2 separate regions of the Siniperca chuatsi genome follow, and region 1 is linked to region 2. The links are chromatin contacts, called in public Hi-C maps. All regions are on one chromosome and are shown on one strand. The core of a region is the stretch at or near the end of the contact, and the rest is flanking DNA. Distances in the headings are between cores, read along the strand shown. Region 1 overlaps atp2b1a (plasma membrane calcium-transporting ATPase 1a). Region 2 has its middle 3.8 kb from the start of LOC122871509.

The links. A called contact is a pair of places that touch in the nucleus more often than the background predicts.
Region 1: a contact with region 2 is called in a Hi-C map of liver, with 6 times the contacts expected there. The contact joins two enhancer-like sites. A contact is called at or near these places in 3 of 3 Hi-C or Micro-C datasets (liver, skeletal muscle and an unstated tissue).

What each region holds. Positions count from the first base shown.
Region 1 is chrLG23:9,706,898-9,711,898 of ASM2008510v1, reverse strand. It overlaps atp2b1a (plasma membrane calcium-transporting ATPase 1a), which reads right to left. Exons shown (of 21, transcript XM_044185799.1): 20 at 3,603-3,791; 21 at 1-323. Among protein-coding and RNA genes, the nearest start is that of mest, 7.0 kb to the left of the region's middle. Within about 2 kb of position 1,453, the one cell type or tissue checked has an H3K27ac peak away from gene starts, as active enhancers do. A contact at or near this core is called in liver, where this site is marked.
Region 2 is chrLG23:9,572,549-9,577,213 of ASM2008510v1, reverse strand. No RefSeq gene overlaps it. Among protein-coding and RNA genes, the nearest start is that of LOC122871509, 3.8 kb to the left of the region's middle. Within about 2 kb of position 2,388, the one cell type or tissue checked has an H3K27ac peak away from gene starts, as active enhancers do. A contact at or near this core is called in liver, where this site is marked.

The DNA of each region.
Region 1 (5,001 bases), core at 204-2,703, 140 kb before region 2:
GGGCCCTCTGGGAGGAGATGGTTACTGCTCTCCACAGCGTTATTGTTCTGGTTTGGGGAGGGAGAGACCGGCGTGGTGGGGGCGACAGTGGCAAGCGTGGGTGAGGGCGGCGTGGGCGTGGCGTTGCGGGGACTGGCTGAGTTGCGCTTGGTGGGAGCGTCGTCTTCTGCGTCGGTGTCGTCTATGAGGGGAATATGGGGCTCAGAGTCCTCTATCCGAAATTCGGGGTGGGTCATGAAGTTGTGGATTGATGTTCGCGACTCGGGCTTCTCCAGCCCCTCATAGAGGGAGATGGAGCTGCGGAATGCATTCACCACCCGGATCTGGAGGGACGGAGAAGGGACAGGGAGCGGGAAAGGCAGACATTTAGTCACATTCAGTAATGATACATGTGTGTTTTGTATTTTAACACCTGAATAACACCACAGATAAAAACCGAGGGCGCAGGTTTTATTGGGTCAATAATAGGTGAGTTTCAGGGACAAAAACTGAGTGTGAGGGGGGAAACTCTCAGAGACACGTGCAGGTGTGCAGTTATGCTGAGTTGTAAAAGTTCACACTAGCTTCAAAGTGTCAACAGGAACAGCCAATATTCTTCAGTTAAATTCACATTTCACTTCTGTCTCTGTGTGTCACTTCTGTTTCTCTAAGTGAACCTCTGTCCTGTCCTGAAATGTAGACATGTCACTGAATTAAAAGCCTATTTGATGGGGGGGCATAAAAGACTTCAGGTTGCAGTAGTGTGTGACAGACTGGACTGCAAGCCTGCAAAGAACCAGTTCAGATCGCAGTGTTGTTTAAAATAAAAGTGTTTGAGAGATCGAAAGCCTTAGTTGCATTCGGTGGAGACAAACCTGACACTTCACTCTGTGCTTGTAGAAAAACTATTCTTAAAACTCATGTAGTAAATTCAAGAATCAGCCTCAGGAAGGGTACAAACCAGTGTCAAACCCAATGCAGTGTATATTTTTTTTGTGAGTACAGTAGTAGTATTTCACAAAACACTTGGTAGAGGCCTGTGTCTGATTAATCAAAATGCAAAAAAGGAAACCAAGATATAAGAGGAATGCTGTTCTTTAGACAAGAACACATCCAAAGAGAAAAAAAGGAGTGTACTGTTGTTGGACATGCTTTGGAAAGAGTGAGGAGAGAGAAGGGCAAGACAGAAAGAGACAGGAGAAGAAAGAGAAAGAGACAGAGAAAGAAAGAGAAAGGAGAGAAACAGGCAGAGAGAGAGAAGACAATCAGAAAGAAAAAGAGAAAGAAAGACAGAAAGGGGTGGTCAGTTATAGCTTATGTTTGTGGAGGAAAAACAAAAAAGCTGCGGCAGCCAAGCATATCTACAAGCTGGTATACATGTCAAAAACAGCACAAAGAGAAAAAACTCACAAACGAGACCAGAGACTTTGAACCCATGCAGAGCGCGGCGCTACCTTGTGTTCAATGGTAGTAAACCTTTGAGTATAGCCCATGACACATTTCACAGAATCTAAAGAAGAATATGTGGGGGGTCAGTGGTATTCATTCTTTTTTGGGTCATTTTGGCAACACATTGCCAGATGGACACATTCTGCCAACAAACAAATATACACATAAAAAAAAAAAAATTATTTTCCAGAGCACCTGAAAGGAAAAGTTCAGAGTTTAGAAGGGAAGCACCCGCTGGCATGTCCAAGAGATTTAAAGGAGTCCCACCTGAGACAGAGACCTAAACATTACTGCAGCATTGCATAATGTTTCAACGTGCCAGGGAAAAACATTGGATCTGCTGTTAATGTGTCTGGGGAAAGTCCCACATGTTTACATTCAAGAGCACAGTCATTTATTCCATTAAGCTTTTTTCGTGACATCTGTTAGACATTTCAAATCCACTGCCGGTCAGACGGTCTCTGCCTGGGAAGATCTGAAAGAGAAAAAGAGTCATCGTCAAGAGCCACACAGTTCTTTTAAGGGCACGGTCAAGAGGTAGGTCTTTGGAAATACCACCATCAAATGATCCGTATCCGCTCTCGACGTAGTGATCTTCCACGACTGGCATGATGTAAAAGGCTGCCAGACCTTTCAAAACTATGCACAGCCTTGCATGCAAACACACTAACAAACTGTGTCATTATCAACTGCAGCTGCTTATCCACTATAGGGTGCTCTCCCCCCTCTGCCACCCTCCACCCCCTTTTAACATACCCTCTTTTTCACAGCAAAGTCCCAGAAACAGCCACAGCTGGAGAAGAAAAGGTCATTATTTCACCACTGACTGACAAGACATCCACTGACACTCGGTAGATTTTCTCACAGGGGTCCATGTCATGGTTTGTCTCTATTGTTTTAGACCGTGATCATGGGCGTATACTCAAAACATTTACCCGACTAGGGACTAGTGCTGAGAGCTGCGACACAGACCCATGGGTGCTACAGGGGTACAGAGCAGCTGCAGACAAACCTGGTGACTGTCAATCCAGAATGTAATTTTTGTCAAATAGAAAATACCCCCCAAGATAACAGTAAAATCTTTCCATTTCTGAGACCAAAGCAGAAGCAGAACAGAAAACATGATGACACAGAGAAAACACCTTGACACTAGCAGCGACCTGCTTACAGGGTACACATATATACAGCAGTGTTATCAAAGCAATATGGAAGATGTGGTATTTTTGGTGTCTTTTTTTTTTTTGGAAGAAAACAGGGGGGCACATTAGGAGAAGCATGAGAGAGTAAAAGTGTCAACGTTAGGTGAGAAGAAGAGTGGAGGAGGAAGATGTTAGAAGAACAGAAGAAATAAAAGTCTCATGCACTAGAGGAGAACACGCACTCACACCCCACAGTGGCAGAAGCGGTGTTGGCGGCAGTGGCAGCAGTGGTAGTAGTAGAAAAGGCTACATGTGTAGGGCTAGAAACATTGGTTACATCGTGCTGTTGTTGGCTGGAGTTGGAGGCCTGCCGCCTTAGAGCCCCCTGAAAGGAAGTTCCACTCTGGAACGCACTCACTACATCCATCTGCAAAGAATCAGACAGCGTGACAGGAGAAAGCCCAGAGGAAATAAAACACAACACAGCCAGAGGAGAGAGAAAAGAGAAAAAATAAAGAAAAGGCACCAGTAACCATAGAAAAAATGTCACTTGGAAATTTGATTCAGGCATTATAGTTAAGAGAGAGAGAGGACGGTTGGGTTTAAAGGCACTGATCGGAGGGAGCTCTCACAATCTGATCTCACTTTCACTCTTTTCTATGCAGAATCCTTCCATACTTCCAGCTATAGCCATGCCAATACTCTTTGAACATTCAGCTGTTCTAGTGTGCTTTCCATCCAATCCAATTGCTTCTCATCAGTACCTTCAAACTAGTCGTGTTTTAGCAGATAAGATTCAGGCCGAGTCAGAAATAGGCATAGGAACCCGCTTTAGCTCACAAGCAGAGCAGAAAAATTAGAGGGAAGGCTTTTGTTTTTAGGGCATAAGCCATTCTTTAAGAATGCCGAGAGAAAGAACAAAACATAGATTTTAAGCTGGAAGAGCAATAGAGAGTTAAAGGGTTTATGGCTTTTGATTCCCTTGGTGGTGGGTGCGGTGTTCGGTGGTACAGGGGACGGTCTGTAGATTATTACCTGAGTCTGGATGCGATTGAGGCCTCTGAACCAGAGGATCTGGCCTCGGCGAAGCTCCCGTTCAGCATGATCTATCTCTTCCATCTCGTCCAGCTCGTCCAGCTCCTCGTCTGGGATCTCCTCTTTCTGGGTGCCGTGGCCGGCTGTTTTCAAGAATTTTAAGCGGCTGGTGGGTATCGAGGAGATCACCTGGAAGAGATCAGGATTTACATGAGCAGCACTGACTTATGATAATGGTCATAAGTCAGTGCTGTTATAATCTTTTGCTCTTTCAAGCAAAAATGCCAAACATTCTGATTTCAGCTTCTCAAATGTGAGGATCTGCTGCTTTTCTGTGTCACAAGTGATTGTAAACTGAATATATTTGGGTTTTGGAGAAATAGTCAGATACAACAAGCAATATGAAGCTGCCACCTTAGCCTCTGGGAAATTAGAATAGACTTTTTTTTGACATTTTATAGACAAAACGATGATTCTGTTAATTGAGAAAATGATCAGCACATTAATTGAACACAAAAATACATCATCATATTTAAAAATGACCCCAGCAACTGCTGCCGAGAAGTAGATTAAGTACATAACAATGCTAAATAAATAAATATTTAAATCACAATGGCTGACCTTAACTTGCTTATTGCACACAGTAAAGTTAAGTTACACTTTATTAATAACCTATGGAAAATAAATGTTCTGCATACACCCCATCCTATTTGAAAGCAGAGGGCAGCAACAACTCAGAGACCAGCTTAAGGCCAGCACCTTGTTTAATGGTGACCTTCCTTTGGAACCAATAATCTTGGTCCTTCATGCCTTTTCAGTTCTACCACTGTCAGCTGTTAGTACTTACATGCGCTCAGCGCAGCCCTGTTTATTTGTGTCTTGTCAGAAAACGTTGGCGACATTGTTCTTTTTGAATTGACGAGAGTGGATAATGACATATGTGCACTGCTCTGTGGGAGGAGTGTGGGCAGTACAAGCAAACTAGAATTACATCAAACATTCATTATGACTCTCTGCCATTGTCAGCAACAGTGGTGAGGAATCTCAACCCCTCAATCTCTCACTGTCAACAATTACAAACAGACAATTATTTTAACTACAATATGGCAAACAAACTCAAATAATATACTTCACATTAGTCAATTCTAAAAGTAGATGATTATACAGAGTGAAACATTTTTAAATTGTTCAAAATTAAATAAAAGCATTGATAAAAATAATGTATATAGATTTCATCAATGTAAAAGGTCTTTGACAGTGTGACAAACAAATTCAGGTGGGTACATAAAAATTTAAGTTTGTCTAAAGCTATGTACTATGCAGTATAACTACACCGTATGATTTGTTCAAAATTGATTTAATATTAATTTTGAGTTTGGGAGTTTACCCATCTCTTCAC
Region 2 (4,665 bases), core at 1,139-3,638:
GACCCTCCCTTGTGTGGGATTAATACAATTTATCGTATACTAAACATAGTTCATACATCTTTCTTGTTCTATATACATATTTTTCTATCACAAAGAGAGGTTTAGCAGGTGTTTTAAAGCAGGGATGCAGTAGGACAGAGTGGCAGTATGTATTAGTACTGCAGAGTGATTGTGGCAAATGGTTTATACAAGTCAGACAGAAGGGATGACAGTTTCTTTTTGCCTCAGGGAAGCTGTCACTGGCACTACATACATGTATATGTGCATGTGACCATGTGACAAGGGAGATACAAGTTGACGATAAAGCTGCGGTACCAGTTAATTTTAGCAATACTGAAGCATAAATCAATTGGTGCACAAGAACATACCGATCAATCGACATCATGTTACATGAGAAAAGTGAGGGTATAACCAAAATAGAAATTGCCTCTTTTATTGTACAGACAGAATCAATCTCTAGGGGATTTTCATTAATAGGTTTGCTTTTCAAATCATCTGATCAATACTGTGCAAGGTGAAAATATGCAGATATCATATGTGAATTAACATAATAATAATGAGCTCCAAAATCTGTTAAACTAACAGAAGAATCTCCCTGGAAGTGATGGACACCATGTCTGATGGCTGTGCTGTGGGGGAGAACAGGTCTCTGTGAGTGATTATATTGGGACGTTAATGGTCACTGTTCAATAGCCATGTATACAGCAAAGAGAGGCGCTTTGGAAAATACACATGTCAATATATTTGTGTGTGTGTGTGTCAGAGTCAGTATAGAAGGGAGAAAATGAGACCAAGAGAAGAGCGGGTAGATGTAAGAAGGGACGGTGAAGGATTGATTTTCGTCCCTCCTCTTCTCCATCACGCTCCGTTTCCAGGTCTGTGCTGAGAGAGACAGAGCAGGCTATGTGTGTGTGTATGTGTGTTTGTGATGCAGGGTCTAATCAGAGCCAATCTACACTCCTTCTCTTCTAACTGCACACACACATACACGTTTGTTTCACTATCCCAGTGGGGGACAGTCATTGACATGATGCTTTCCCTAGCCCCTTACCCTAACCTTGTCCATCACAACTAAGTGCCTAACCTTAACCCTTACCCTAACCCTAACCTTAACCTAATTGTAACCTAGTGTGCATTCAGGCTAAAGTCCCCACCGGGATATAAGAACATGAAATACACACACACACACACACACACGCACACACATCCAACTCACATACACAAACAGAACCAAACACATTTGAATACCCTTATTAAAATCCCCCCGCCCCCTGACACAGGAATGTGAGTGCTGATCAAACTGACTTTCCTTTGGTTGCTGCCCATGCATCTCCTCCACAGGGCATTTCACTGCGCTCTCTGGAACTGGAAGAGACAAGCCCCCATGTTCTGACTAGGGGCTGAGGCATCCAGCTCAGACAGAATTAACCAACTCTCGCTCTCGTTTCTCGTTTTCTCTCTCCACCCCCGTCCACTTCCCTCCATCAGTTTGGCTAAACCGAAATGTAATTCATTCCGCTCAGAGTTCAAATTAGAAAATTCACCTTGTATCAACTCATATGCTCATGCAATTTTTTACATGTGTGTGCACCTGCTGAGGGCCAGTGCAGCCAAGCCAGGCCAGGCCACGATGTATGCCAAGAGCAGCGCTAATAAAACATTCCCCCTCAGCAACATGCCATGGCAGATGGTGTGACATTCAGCCTCTGTCAACAGAAGAGAGAAAACAGAGAGAAGCACAAGAGGACATAAGAGATAGTGACGGAGGAGAGAGAAGTAGAAGAGAGGAGGGAATCAGGTGAGAACGGGAGCAAGTGTCAGGGACAATAAAGAGAGATTTGATGTTGAGTCAGAGCGCCACCATGTGGACCACGTGGACCGCCTCTGGGCTCTGCAGAGCCAGGCAGAGAAAGAGACATGTCATTGATTTTCCACACAGTCAACAAAATGATTTTGCCATGCAGGGTAAATACCCAGCCTCCCATAGTAATTTCTTCAAAATACACACATACATGCACAGTCATACACTCATAACTAAATCCCTACAGAGCTCTACCTGGCAACGGCATACAAACAAGATTTTTTTCCCCCCTCTGTCTCACACAAAACAACATGCATGCCTACCTCAAAACCATTGAATGACTGTGTGTCTATTTATGCCTGCATGAAAAATTAAGAAACAAATACCTAAAAATGTAACATGATATGTGCTGTTAACAAGAATCATTCTGCTGTTTAGCAAAGCCCAACTCAGTGAGCACTAGGAGGAATGTGTTTATGAGCTGTAGAGATTAATCAGCATAAATTAAGTCAGCCACCAACCCCAGCCATGTTGAACTACATTTTTTAGTGTCTCCACATCTAAAAAAATTTTTCAACAATAATCCGTGTGTGGGTGGCTGGGCTGGCTAAAGGCGCCTATCATGTGGCTGTGACGTCCTTGGTTTGATTCCAGACTAGGACCTTTGTCACATGTAATTTGCCTCTCTCTCTCTGTGTCTCTATGTTACCAAAAATGCAGGAATTTCAAAAAATTAAACGCTCAGAGGTATGAGTGTTATACCTTATAACTCACCTATGATCACAAGCTTTAGATAGTGTCTGAAGGAATCAGAACTGTATATACAAGCTGCAAAAATGAGCTTTTTCCACAGGGCGATGGTGCCCACCCTCCCATAATAAAGTGAAGACTTTTGCAATCCAGGATCAATTCGTCTGTGTATTTGTGTGTTTGTTTAAGATGAAGAGGCAGAAAGAGAAAAAAGCCAGACAGAGAAAGAGAGCATTATGTTTGCATGGAGAGAGTTGGATCACGTTCAAGTCTCAACAATACAAGGGATAAACCAGCTGCCTCAGTTCATCCCATAATGTACTATAAATAAGAAATGCCACTATATTAATTGGCATTATTTAATTTGACCCAAAGGAGATACTATATTTTTGCAGCTTTTCTCTTCTTTGTTATAAAACAAGACTAAGACTAAGTTTAGCGTGTTAGCATGCTAACATTTGCTAATTAGCACTAAACACAAAGTAGCAACAGCTGAGGCTGATGGGAATGTTATTAGTTTTGCACGTATTTAATCATAAACCAAAGTACGGAGCAAATTCAAATTTTGATGTGATGATGGTGCTAGATGAAAAGTTAAGGGATCACCAAAGCTATTACAATTCATCCTGAAGGGGACACGACTGTGTATGAAATTTCATTACAATCCATCCAGTAGCTGAAACATTTCACACAAAACCACAAATGAACTCTTTAGTAGACATCGTCTGCCAATCCATCTAGTTGTTGAGATATCTCAGTCTGGACCAAAGTGGTGGACCGACCAACCGACACAGCTAAAAACCAGATATTGCTTTCATCTCTCAGTCCTTCCCCCTCTTTTCCTTCATCTGCTTCCCTCACCCCTCTTGGACAGCCAAAGCAAATGCTTTTAATTTGATTTTAATTTGACTAATATAATGTCTCAGACATACCCCAAAGTGAAGTCTGTTCATTGATTTAAGCGAGGCGCAGCACAGGGGTTGTTATGCCCCCCTAATGGGTGACAGGGGGAGAGGTGTGTGTTTCTGCGTTTGTGTGTGTTTAGTAATTGCAGTGCACGGACCACATTAGCATTTTAGCAGCAAGCCTGGTGGGGAGACAGACTCACAAGATTGGGTAATGACAGAGATGAGATAATTTACAGAGAGGGTGAGGGGGAAGGCTTATGCAATGTGTGTGATCTCCATGTTACTACCCCCTGCCCTCCAAACACACATACTGTACACTGAAATTTAAAAGGGACATTGCAGGTAAATGCCAACCAAAAGCAATTAGTTCAAACAGTACAGATTGACTCTGACTAAAGCCACATCAGACCACATCATCCATCCAATATTTTTACATCACTTAGTATTAAACAGGTTTTGCACTGTGACAAATGCCTCCAGTGCCGTAGGTTGGCATTAAAGCTTAGTGACAGACTGGGGAAAAAACTGAAAAAAAGAACAGAAAAACCCAGCACGAGTGTGTTTTCCAGCACTGTATTTTACACAGATTAAACAAATGAGACAAAATGTGTTACAAGAATATTTCAACATTTTGGGAAATACACTAATTTGTTCTCTGACAGAGAGATCTGTCTGTTACTGTAAATATGAGGCTACAGTATCCAGCGTATTAACTTAGCTTAGCACAAGCGGAAGCCAAGAGGAAACTCCAGGAAATTACAGCTTCCAGCCAAGAAATAGTAGTAAAACAGCAAATTGACATTTTTACACTTTGGTTTTTGTACGAATTAAACAAAAAACGTGTTAATTAGTGAGTTTTAGAGGTGACGGTGGGCGGACTTTGTTATCCTAGGACAGAGCAAGGCTAGTTGTTTCCCCCTGTTTACAGTCTTTGTGTTAACCTAAGTTAACTGTTTCCTGGCTGTAACTTCATATTAGATGGACAGATAAACCAACCGGCTGCTGGCGGTAGCCTCATATTTAGCGTGCGTATGACATGAGAGAGTTATCGGTTATCGGTTTATATTTATTTAAATTTCTAGTTCCCGTCCCACTTTTTTACAATTGAGAATGACTTCCGGATGGGAGCCGAAACGTCTTGATTCTGAAAACAGTGTCCAGATGACTACGACTGAAACCTTTTCTATGATAGACGCTCCTGGACGA